Linked DNA regions of Sus scrofa: region 2 is linked to region 1. A link is a contact called in public HiChIP or PLAC-seq data. All regions are on one chromosome and are shown on one strand. Each heading gives the region's core, a stretch centred on a gene start, on an enhancer-like site or on the middle of the called end of the contact. The rest is flanking DNA. Distances are from core to core; before and after follow the strand shown.

Region 1 (5,149 bases), core at 1,268-3,767:
AGTGGCTACAACAAGATCTGGGGCTAGTTCAGTGGCTTGTGTTTGGTTGACTCCACTTGAACAAATTCGAGGACTGAACATTCACAAATGTTCCTAATATTTCTTGAACAAGGACATGAGATATTAGCACTTTTTTTTCCAGTGCTGTATCTACCATTATGGCATCTGTCAGTTAAGCCTTATAGAAGAATTAGTATATTCTGATTTGAGAGTTTTGCCCACATGGTAAAAATAAAATGTGAAATTTCAGTAACTGGTATGAAAAAATTTTAGTAGTACAAGGGAATTTTCAGAAACTAGAGTTTTTACATAATATGGAAGTTTCAATGTTTTGAAGGTTCAGTAAATTATGTAGTGTACAAAAGTGAAGTCTAAATTACCCACTCAGAACAGTAACCCTATAGCCCACACTCCTGTATCCATGTATACAGATGGACAGATACACTTCATTTCTCCTGGGAAGTTGAGTTCTAAAAATCTATCACTCAGAACAGACGGTTTTATGATAGCATGAAAAGAAAAGATGATAGAATTGTTCTAAAATGAAAGGCCTTTTGGTGTATTAACGGCTGAAAACATTATAGCTTAAATGAAGATGTGAAACAAAAATTAATTTAAAACTGCAAAAAAAAAAAAAAGCCAAAAAACAAAAAACTTGTGCAGAAAGTTTGAAGCATATGGACACCCACCCAGTTTGCAACGAGGGCAGTGGGAGCCCCAGACTTTAGCTTATTAAAGATGACCTTTCCCCTCTCTAAAATTTCAAAGCTGACGTTTCAAGTGCTGAGCAGACTGTGTGCCATATGTAACATGACCTCAGCTCCACTCTGCCCAGCACTGATGGCATCACTAATGAGGGGTGAAAGGTCCTTTTCTTGCAGCTTTTTCAGAAACCCACCAACTCTTTGCCTGTGAAGTAAGGCTCCTCCCTCCCCCCACCCCTTGATTTCAAGAGAACTGCATTTAATACACAGCCTCAAAACACTTTTATTACCGGTCGATTTGCTTATAGCCACAGCCAAATGGCAGGATGTACAATCACATACAGAAGAAAATATTTATTTTGACTCACAGGCAAAGGGATTAAGAGAACATTGTATTAACCTTGCCTTTCATCTAGGTTTTAAAGGGAAGTTCTCCAGAGGCGTCCATTGAAGCTCTATTTTTTTTTAATAAAGAATATCAAAGACTTTTAGGAGACCAGGTGTGTGTTTATCTGAGGGGAGTAGAGAAAGGGAAGAAACTATATGGGGGGCGGGGAGGCCGCTTTCACAAGCTGCTTCAGAGACTGCAAAAAATGTATGTGCAGGAATCTGTTAACAGGCATTCCTACCAGCCGGCTACTCCCCCTCCCCCTGCTGCTTGGAAACAAAATAGCTTCTTTCCAAGCAGGTTGTTATCATATTCATGGCATGGTCAATTTCCGTTTGCCAAGAAAATATTTAGGCTGATCAAAGAAATTAGAAAATCGGATGAATAGAAACAGACGTTCCCACAAGAGAAGCGTTTCTCAATGTGAAGAGGCAGGCAGATTGCAGCCCACCCAGTTACTCCTAGGAAATAGCTCTCTTGCTACAGGGCCACCTGGATTCTGCTGGAAGAGCCCTGGAAGATTCTCGGCTCCCCAGGAAATCCACATGGGGACTGGAGCTTGGGACTCTCTGGTGGCGGACTTGTGAAGAGATGATCGGTTCTAGTATCTATGAATAAACCTGGAGGGCCTTTAATTACGTCCATTAATACGGCATTTCAATACATGAGTTTGAGATCCTTTTGTTTTGCTTTGCCTGGCTTATTATGAGTATATAAAGACAAGAATACATTGTCCTTGGTAGTTGATAGAGGAGTTTCTCCTGAATTAATATAAATTCAAATTTTAGATTTGTGAGTTTGGGTGGGGAATAGTTGATAGTAATCTCAGAACCTCTGGCCTTCGAGTGCACACCCCGGCCAATCGGTGACAGTAAATAAGAGGGTCTTCTGTCCCTTCCTTGTTTCTGCTCAAGGCGCAACCAAACCAGGTGAGGCGCTTACATGCGAAGGATTGGTTGGCGTCGCGGTTTCCTTGCAAGACAGTCGAAACCGAAAAGTGCGCTCCGCTCCGGCAAAAGAGATCCGGATTCTCCCCCACCCCTTGCTCGCCTTGAGCAAACTGGAGCACCTCAATCGCCAGCCAAGCGTTGCAGACCTTACCCTTGGCCTCCAGTTTTCCGAAGGAGAAAGCGAGGGAGGGAGGCCAAGAAGGAAGGCAACTGTGGGGGCCGCTTTAGGGCCAAAGACTCCTTTCCTGCGAGTCTAGACAACGCGGCTCTAGCCAGGCCACAGCAGGAGAAGCGGTTGCTGGTCCGTGAGCTGAAAATCCGCTCTGCCACCCTCGCCCCTCCCCGCCGCGCGTCCCTCGCCCCCGGGGCTCGGCCGAGCATTTTCCTTTCGTGTGTGTGCGTGTCCTTGTGCATGTGCGTGTGTGTGTTTCGGTTCCTCCCGGCTAGGCCAGGGATCTTTTGCCAGGAAGACAGCGCCCTCTCTCTCCTCCCGCAGTGCCCGCCGCCAGCCTGCGCCCCCTCCCAGCTCCGCTGACCTCTCCGCGCCTCCTTCTCGCCCCCGCCCTCCCCGGCCCTGTCCCTTCCTTCCTTACGCCCCTACGCCTCTAGGCCCCCAGAACCACCCCGAGAACGATCGAGAGAGATGCAGGGACCGAAGCCTCGTGACCGAGTCAATGGGCCGACCGGGCCGGAACGCCAGACCTCTGGCAGCCTGACTGGGCGGAGCCGTCCCCGGCGCAGACGCGGCGCCCAAGAGCTCCAGCTCGGCCCGGGGAGGGGTTCCTGGCGCCGGCAGCCGGGAGGGGGTTAGCCCTGCTCCCCCAGCCTGGGCACAGACGGCCTGCGGGCGGGGCCGCGAGGACTCGGCGCGGCGAGCTCTTCTCGGCGCCGGCGCGCACCTGGCAGAGAAGCTTACCCGGGACCCCTGAATGGGCCGGCGAAATGTGGATGCGGGCCTGCACGCTGGGTGATGGGTGGGCGCAGGGGGCGGGAGGGTGTGCTGGTGAACTTGAGTAGAGATGAAGGAAAGTCCCTATAGCCTGATTCCGAGACCTGAAAGCTCCCTTTGCGGCCCATTGGCTGCCTAGAAGCCTTAATCTGCTGGCTTCCAGGAGAGCAGCGCCAAGTACAGCAATGGTGCTGGAAACGCTGTTTGCAAAATCTAAGCCCTGTGGGGTTGGCGAAATGCGCAGAGGGGCATGCTTTGAGTGGGCACCTTGCAAGTACCCCCCTCACACACACGCACGCACACACACCCCGTATTTCATGCCCCACAGCCCAGAGAACTAGTGCTTCAGACAAATATCGCTCGGCCCATTCGATAGCAGAGGCAGTCAAGCTTCCAGCTGCGAAATTCTGGCTCCTTTAGAACCCCCCAAAAATGTACTCGTGTGGACATGCAAAAACACTTTCCACCATGGCGTGGATTTGTACCGACAGAGGTACAGGCCTGAAGTTCTCCCTTTCCGCTCCCAACCGTTCCCGGCGCCTGGGAGCCACAGAGGGAGTTCGCCTCAAGCTCACCCGGCTGCAGAGTGCCGGCGGCTCCCAGAAATGCACTAATTGAGTCACAAACCACCGGCCGCCCCTAACAAAACGATCTACCTCGGCAGCTCAGCGCCCAATTTGTCCACAGCACTTTCTTCCGCAATTCAGAAGCATTATCTTGTTTTTAAAAGTATCGCGGCAGAAACGTGGCAATTATCCTAGGCTCGGGTTACGCTAAATGGCTTTAGGCTGAGAAATGGAACAATACAAATGCCGCGAACGTGCTGATCGCTTCTCTGCGGCGCCTGGGCAGGGGAAGGGGAAGCGAGGGAGATTTCGGCCAAGGAGAGGGAGGTACGGCGCAAGTTCCCAGTCAGGGTTTTCTCCCAAGGGCACCAACCAGAAAGAAGTGCTGGGCCTTTATCTCTAGAGATTAAGGACTCCTAGTGACGATCTCCTTCAGGGATGGGGAGAGAAGGGGTCTTATTCCCACAAGACAGGGCGAAGCTTCTGGCCTCGGCTTTGGGTCAGGAACAGGTTGGGAGCTTCAGGCACTGCTGAGGAAAGGAAGGGAAGAGAGGTCAAGGGTCAGAGGAAGAGAAGAGAAAGAATCCAGCTCCTCTTAGGGACAACTACATTAAATTTGGGGCAAGAGGATGGTACTTGGAGGAGACAACCGTGAGGAAAAGAGGTGCCAGCTCTGAGGGCTTCGGAGAAGCGTTCACTTCTGAACAAGGGGCAGGCAGGGAACTCGCGAGAATTAGGGAGGCCCAGAGACGACCAGGCGTTTCCGCATTTGTGATCTTTCATTTAGATCTCCCAGGGTAAGTTGGGACCTGGAAAATGGGGAGAAAAGAGACAGGAGAGAAAGGCCTTGGGCTACGGGTCCCGGCGTGCAGACGCCTTGCTCGCCCCAGCCGCCCAGCCTGCAGTGTAGCCACGCTGTGCGCGTGTCTCTTTCCCCTTCTGTTCAGACCAGCCCCCACATCTTGAAGTAATCAGCAGCCGAGAAGGGACTCGTCCCCCTGGCATCTCAGGTTAAAGAAGGAGGTCCAGGAAAATGTGGTAGAGCCATTACAAGAAACCCGAGCCGCAGTCATCAGGGACTCCAATTGCCATCGCATTAGGATTGATTAGAGACCAGCAGTACCGTAATGACCCGGAAAGAGGGGCAGCCGGGGATTATTAATATCAGAATGTGGCGGGGAAGAGAGGTGGGTGAAGGGAGGGAGGAAAGAGCCAAGTGGGGAAGGAGACGTTTTAAGTTACTAGGATTTATATGTAAGTGCAGGCTTACCTGAGGAAACCGGATAGTCAGTGAATCACGCAAACAATAAATCTAATTGCATCTAAAATTTCACCAAGCCTGATTTTTGAGGGGGAAGGGGAAGGAAAACCATCGTGAAAACCATGCCAGCATCTGAGTTTGTATAAACACAGAGTTTTATAAACTTATTGTAAGAATCCAAGTGAAAAAAATGGGAAGGGATGCTGGATGCTCACTTTCCTTCCCCATGGGTCACTACAAAAAGATTTAGGGAGTACAGTTTTGAGTCATTTTGGGTCTTCTCTCAAGGGCTCTGGGGCAATAGAGTGGACATTTTGGCACAGTCTGTAGA
Region 2 (5,149 bases), core at 718-3,217, 280 kb before region 1:
AAATGAATGTGTGATTATTTCATTATTTAAATTTGGCTCATCCTAAACTTTCTGATATGATACCTAATAAATGAACTCTTGGTAAATCCACTAGAAAATGATAGTAGAATGCCCCTTAGAGACAGTTTTTTTAATTTGTTAAACTTTGGACAAATTTTCTGCCACCTTAATTAGATTTTGGAATGATTATCTTACCACCTGTTGACAGGCTAAAGATAACTTCTAAGAGAAGCTTAGATCAAATATTTATTGAAAGAAATTAAGGAATACTAAGTAAACTACAATGTATGTGTATTCACTACCATTAATATCTGCTTAAAAGTCGATAGTCAAATCATATTCTACATAATGAATTTCTCAGAACTTCTCTCAACGATATCAACACAGTTAACATTCCATTTAGGAACTAGATTAACTTGTCTATAAAATTTCCTGGAAGTCTTTAGAAATTTGACTACTCAGACTTGGTTTTATACAGCTGGTGGTTATAAGTTTGACAGTCATCTCTAGAACATGGACTCTGCAGTTGAACCACTTGGGATTCAAACCCAAACTTTGCTGTTTTTAAATTGTATTGACCTTTTTGGTAGGTTGCTTGACCTCTCTATGCTTTAGTTTCTCCATCTGTTAATATGGGGAAATAATACTGGCACTATTATGAAGATTAGATAATACACCAAGGATGAAGAACAGCGCTTGGCACACAGATTAATGTTCAGTAGCTGTTTCTGTGCTAGTGTTGTAAAATGTTAAGACTTAATAAATTCATGTTGAGGAAAGACTTGTACCGTTTTTTTGTCTCTGAGAGAGGAAATCACTGGGAGGACAGGGGATAACTTCATCATTGCAGAATATTTCTGTTATTTAGTGAATTGTTGTCATTAGGTTCTTTCACAATTCTCTTTGATCTAATACGGTCAGTTAACAACTTCTATATTTGGCCTACTGAACAAAGTATGGCAATAGTAAGGGGAAAATAATTACAAATGTATAAAGGTCGTGGAAATTATTTGCCAAATCAGGTGCAGACAATTTCCACAAAAATAAGGTAGGCACAAAAAAAGTTTTGAAAGCCTTTGAAATGTTTTGTTAATTAGTTCATTCCATTTAAATAATTATACAAGGTACTGAGAATAAATAATAGTGTTTCTTTTTTAAAGACTGGATAATTTACTTTGGCAGCTGAGTATAGCAAATCCTTAACCACAAGCCCAATGTTCTCACTATTCTTTGAACAGATTTATAGATTGTACTTAAAATGCTAATCCTCAACTGGAGAAAACCAATAGATATGAGAAATAGTAAGCAGCCTAGTAGAGTATATAAAACTAGACTTGGATAAAAAACTTTTGTTCTGATTCTTGCTTTTTATTAACTTGTGTATATGTTCTTGGCCTACTCAATTATTCGATGCCTTGGTTTTTCTCAATTATCAAAGATTATAAGATGAAGATGTACTCCTGAAATTAATACCTCCCTGGTCAAATAAGATGGAGCTGTTACATATGGATATTCTACCCTGTGTAACCACAAATCTTGTTTCACATAGCTTTCCACTCATAAAACTAACATCTGTTGTAATGGAAATCTGATAGGAAATCCCTTAATTTCCTTGAGAAACTATGTCTCATACAAGGTTGAGATGCTACAAATATCCATCCTACCCACATCCAAACTCTGTAAGCAACATTCTGGTTATACTAAAAAAGCCTTTGAAGTTTCAACAGAAACTACATCAGCGTCTGCAATTTACTCATAGGGAAATTTCATTAAAATATATTCATTCCAGTCTCCGTGGTTTATCATAAAATGAGCTCACATTTGAGGTGAAAGGTGCCTTTTAAGTATTAAATTTTTATTACTTGCTTCTTTGAATCTGTCATTAGAGCAGGTTAATACTCTGCTCTGGTTTAGCCCAAGCGAGGCTCACAGCTGGGAACTGTAACAGACTGATCAAGGTTTGTCTCACTTTCCACTGCTCAAAATAGGCACTGATGCCGCATGTGCGGCCCTAAAAAAAAAGGCGGGGGCGGGGGGCGGCGGACTGGATTCTTAATACTGAAAGAGCAACATTATCACAGGTCAGGTTTTACTTGCCACAACCTGCTGGTAGAAGGAGATAATATCCACTTGTCTGGACTAGTATTAAGAAGACATTGGGGGAAAAAATTGGAACATTTTATGAGAAGAAATAATAGACTTGGATATTAACAGTAAATGTCGTATTCAAAATGGCATTTTTAAATGTGTTCAAGTAAAACACTGTAATAAGAGAAAAACCACAAAACTTAATATAAAGTCTAGCTTTATTTTTAAAAAGATTTTACAAGTCTGTCAACCTTAAACATACATAGGTGAATTACATCTTCCATCAGATGAAGCTTACAGCTTTAATCTCTCTCAGAAAAATATGAATAAAAAATAAATCTTTTTCACAAATATTTATCCACTATATTACTTGGCTTAGTTCTGAAATTTTCTCTCTATAAATACTTTAACACAGCTCTAGTGGTAGTACCATTGTTGTGCATCTGCATATGGCTATAATTTTACAAGTCTGCTTTACTTTCGCTAGCTCCCTGGTTTGGCTCCAAGGTCCAAATCTTATAGAGGAGAAATAAAGGTTAACTGGGCTGCCAGAAAAGCCCACTGAATGCATCCTGTAGTGCTCTGTGACAAGCAAGTGAAGAAGTATAGCCTCCAGCAATGTCCTGTGGAGAAGCAGCTCTGACATGGTTTAAATACCTAAAACAAAAAAAAAAAGTGTAGCTTTGATATAGACAGCACATATAAATTGATAACACTTTAAAAAGCTATAGGAAAACTGATTCAAATGTTAAAAAGAATTCTAAGATTGAAATGTTCAGACTTTATAAATGTTTTATTACCTTTTAAAAGGAAACATACCAATTCTAAATTATAAAACACATTACATTAAGATCCAAAGACAGCTCTCAAGGAGATTTTAAAAATAATACTTGCTATTAAAACATTCCCTATTTCAATTTTCATAACTAATTTATTTTGATGGCTGTTGTTTGTGTACCCAACTGCTACTCTTCTTCCTGGCATACTCTTTTTTTTTTTTTTTAAGGTTTTGGCAATGATTTTTTTTTTAGGTTTTTATTTTTTTCTATAATTGATTTACATTGTTCTGTCAAATTCCTGGAATACTCTTAAAAAGTAAATGTATATCATAATACTATCACTAATATTTTACACAAATATTGAATGTTTTACATAAATATATTCTGAAAAAATTCCTAAAGAAATAATAAAGAGAACATACTAGTTACTTCACAATTACTTCAATATTACAACATATTATCTCTCTCCTTAAAGGAAACTTTAGAAAAGTACATGTCCAAGAAATCTCTGAAACTGAACCTAAGTTCAAAAGAATGTCCCAATTAAATTGTAAATACAGAAGAGTCTTGAACCGATCTCAAAAGACTGTACTAGACACTATTTTTCTTCAATCACACACATGTTATTCAGCCTTTAAAACTTTCTACCTTCATAAAGGTACATAAACAAGCCTCAAAATATGGGACAACGATAGCTGAAGAGGGGCAACTTGTTAGCATGACTATCAGCACTGTAGGAAAACAAACATTTCAGCTTTGTTTTAATGCCTAGTTTGAGAAACCATATTGTTTCTTCAGGCCTCAGGAAGTAAAGGAGCTTCACCTGCCTTAGAATTACGGTTATGGCAAATGAATAAATCAGGTACCAGAACATTTTAATAACTTGGAAACTTTTCTACTCATTGATTCAGACTTCCTGTGTGTCAAAGTCTTGATGCATGAGCAACTTATTATTTCTAACATAATAACAAGTCTGTTTTTCATTTGTATCCATGTTTAATAAGCTTGTGTGATTAAAAAATATATGGCAATATAAAAGGCCAAACAGAAAAAGCAGTCAATGTAAGACACGCATAAGCTCCTGGAACTGACTCTAATTTATTCACATTGCCACAAATCAAGGTGTTAACGCAATTCTTTGCTTCTCTGCCAGGGGTGAAGGGGGAAGTGAAAGGAGAAAGGAAATTAATATTTATTGAGCAACGATCTCCAAACTTTTTTGATGGTATATTTATAGCAGTAAAAATATTTGAACATCCATATCCAGAATCTGTATACTTGTTTAAAAATTATATATACAAGGAATTAATATAGTATATACTATTATATAGTAATATAAAATACAGATATTAATATAGTAAGCATATCAAATATATATAATACAAAAATATAAAATATATAATATATAATTTAAAACATTTATAAGATGAGATTAAAATATTTAAATAAAAGTTCTAATATTTTCTCCCTACATCCCATCTTACACACCCCAGGGAGCTATATCCTACTTTGGAGACTACTGCTATTGTCATTGTCAAAACCTTGGGTCGCTCAGGATTTAAATAGGGATTCACCAAATCTACTACATGGCCATAAAGGTATCTGCTTACTACCTCCCAGGATGCAATAAAATGTCCACTCTTAAGACTGATGCATGAGAAATGCAGTAAGTGTTAAATCACCTCAGTCTAAAAATCAACCTGAAATAGCAATAAAATTAATTTCTCTTCCCTAAGAATTTAGTAACATACAAATAATGAGTAATATTTTTACAGGTATTTTAGAAATGAAATATTCCATTCCTGATACAAGTTTCTAGGTAATTTTTATCCATAAACCCAGATAATGTTGTGACACCTTCCTTCACTTTCCTCAGACACTCAAAAGCAAAGTCTAATGACTGTTTACTCATGGCAGCTCAAGTACCACAGAAGAATGTGTCAGCCTTACAAAGCAAACCATCATAAATGAGAACTGGTTTTCATAACTGTGATACAAACCACTGTCAACTAGCTGTTTTGATTCATCACATTTTGGTACAACTTGCTTCTGGGAAAGTTGAGTCATACCATCTCTGGCTTGGCAATTCAAGCATAAACTTGCAGTGTACATACAACTTTTTATATGTTATCCTGAGAAACCTGAAACAGCTGCACTGCTGGCAGGAAAACACAGGACCACCAGTAAAATATCCAAAACAGTTGCATCTTTTAATTTATTACTGTGCACTGTTTCCATAAAGAGTATATGTAACAGTTCAACTTTTTATAGGTAAAATGTAA

What was found. HiChIP or PLAC-seq counts read pairs in DNA pulled down with a chosen protein or histone mark.
Region 2: a contact with region 1 is called in an H3K27ac HiChIP or PLAC-seq map of skeletal muscle. The contact joins two enhancer-like sites. A contact is called at or near these places in 3 of 47 Hi-C or Micro-C datasets (psoas muscle and skeletal muscle) and 1 of 2 datasets of contacts at active chromatin or transcription factors (skeletal muscle).

Annotation. Positions count from the first base shown.
Region 1 is chr1:189,629,854-189,635,002 of Sscrofa11.1, reverse strand. No RefSeq gene overlaps it. Among named protein-coding and RNA genes, the nearest start is that of SIX1, 7.8 kb to the right of the region's middle. Within about 2 kb of position 2,517, at least 38 of the 83 cell types and tissues checked have an H3K27ac peak or open chromatin away from gene starts, as enhancers often do. A contact at or near this core is called in skeletal muscle, where this site is marked.
Region 2 is chr1:189,905,284-189,910,432 of Sscrofa11.1, reverse strand. MNAT1 (menage a trois homolog 1, cyclin H assembly factor (Xenopus laevis)) reads right to left here. Exons shown (of 8, transcript NM_001166316.1): 8 at 2,625-2,745. The coding sequence ends at 2,625. TRMT5 (tRNA (guanine(37)-N1)-methyltransferase) reads left to right here. Exons shown (of 5, transcript XM_003121846.4): 5 at 1-779. Among named protein-coding and RNA genes, the nearest start is that of TRMT5, 15 kb to the left of the region's middle. Within about 2 kb of position 1,967, at least 4 of the 83 cell types and tissues checked have an H3K27ac peak or open chromatin away from gene starts, as enhancers often do. A contact at or near this core is called in skeletal muscle, where this site is marked.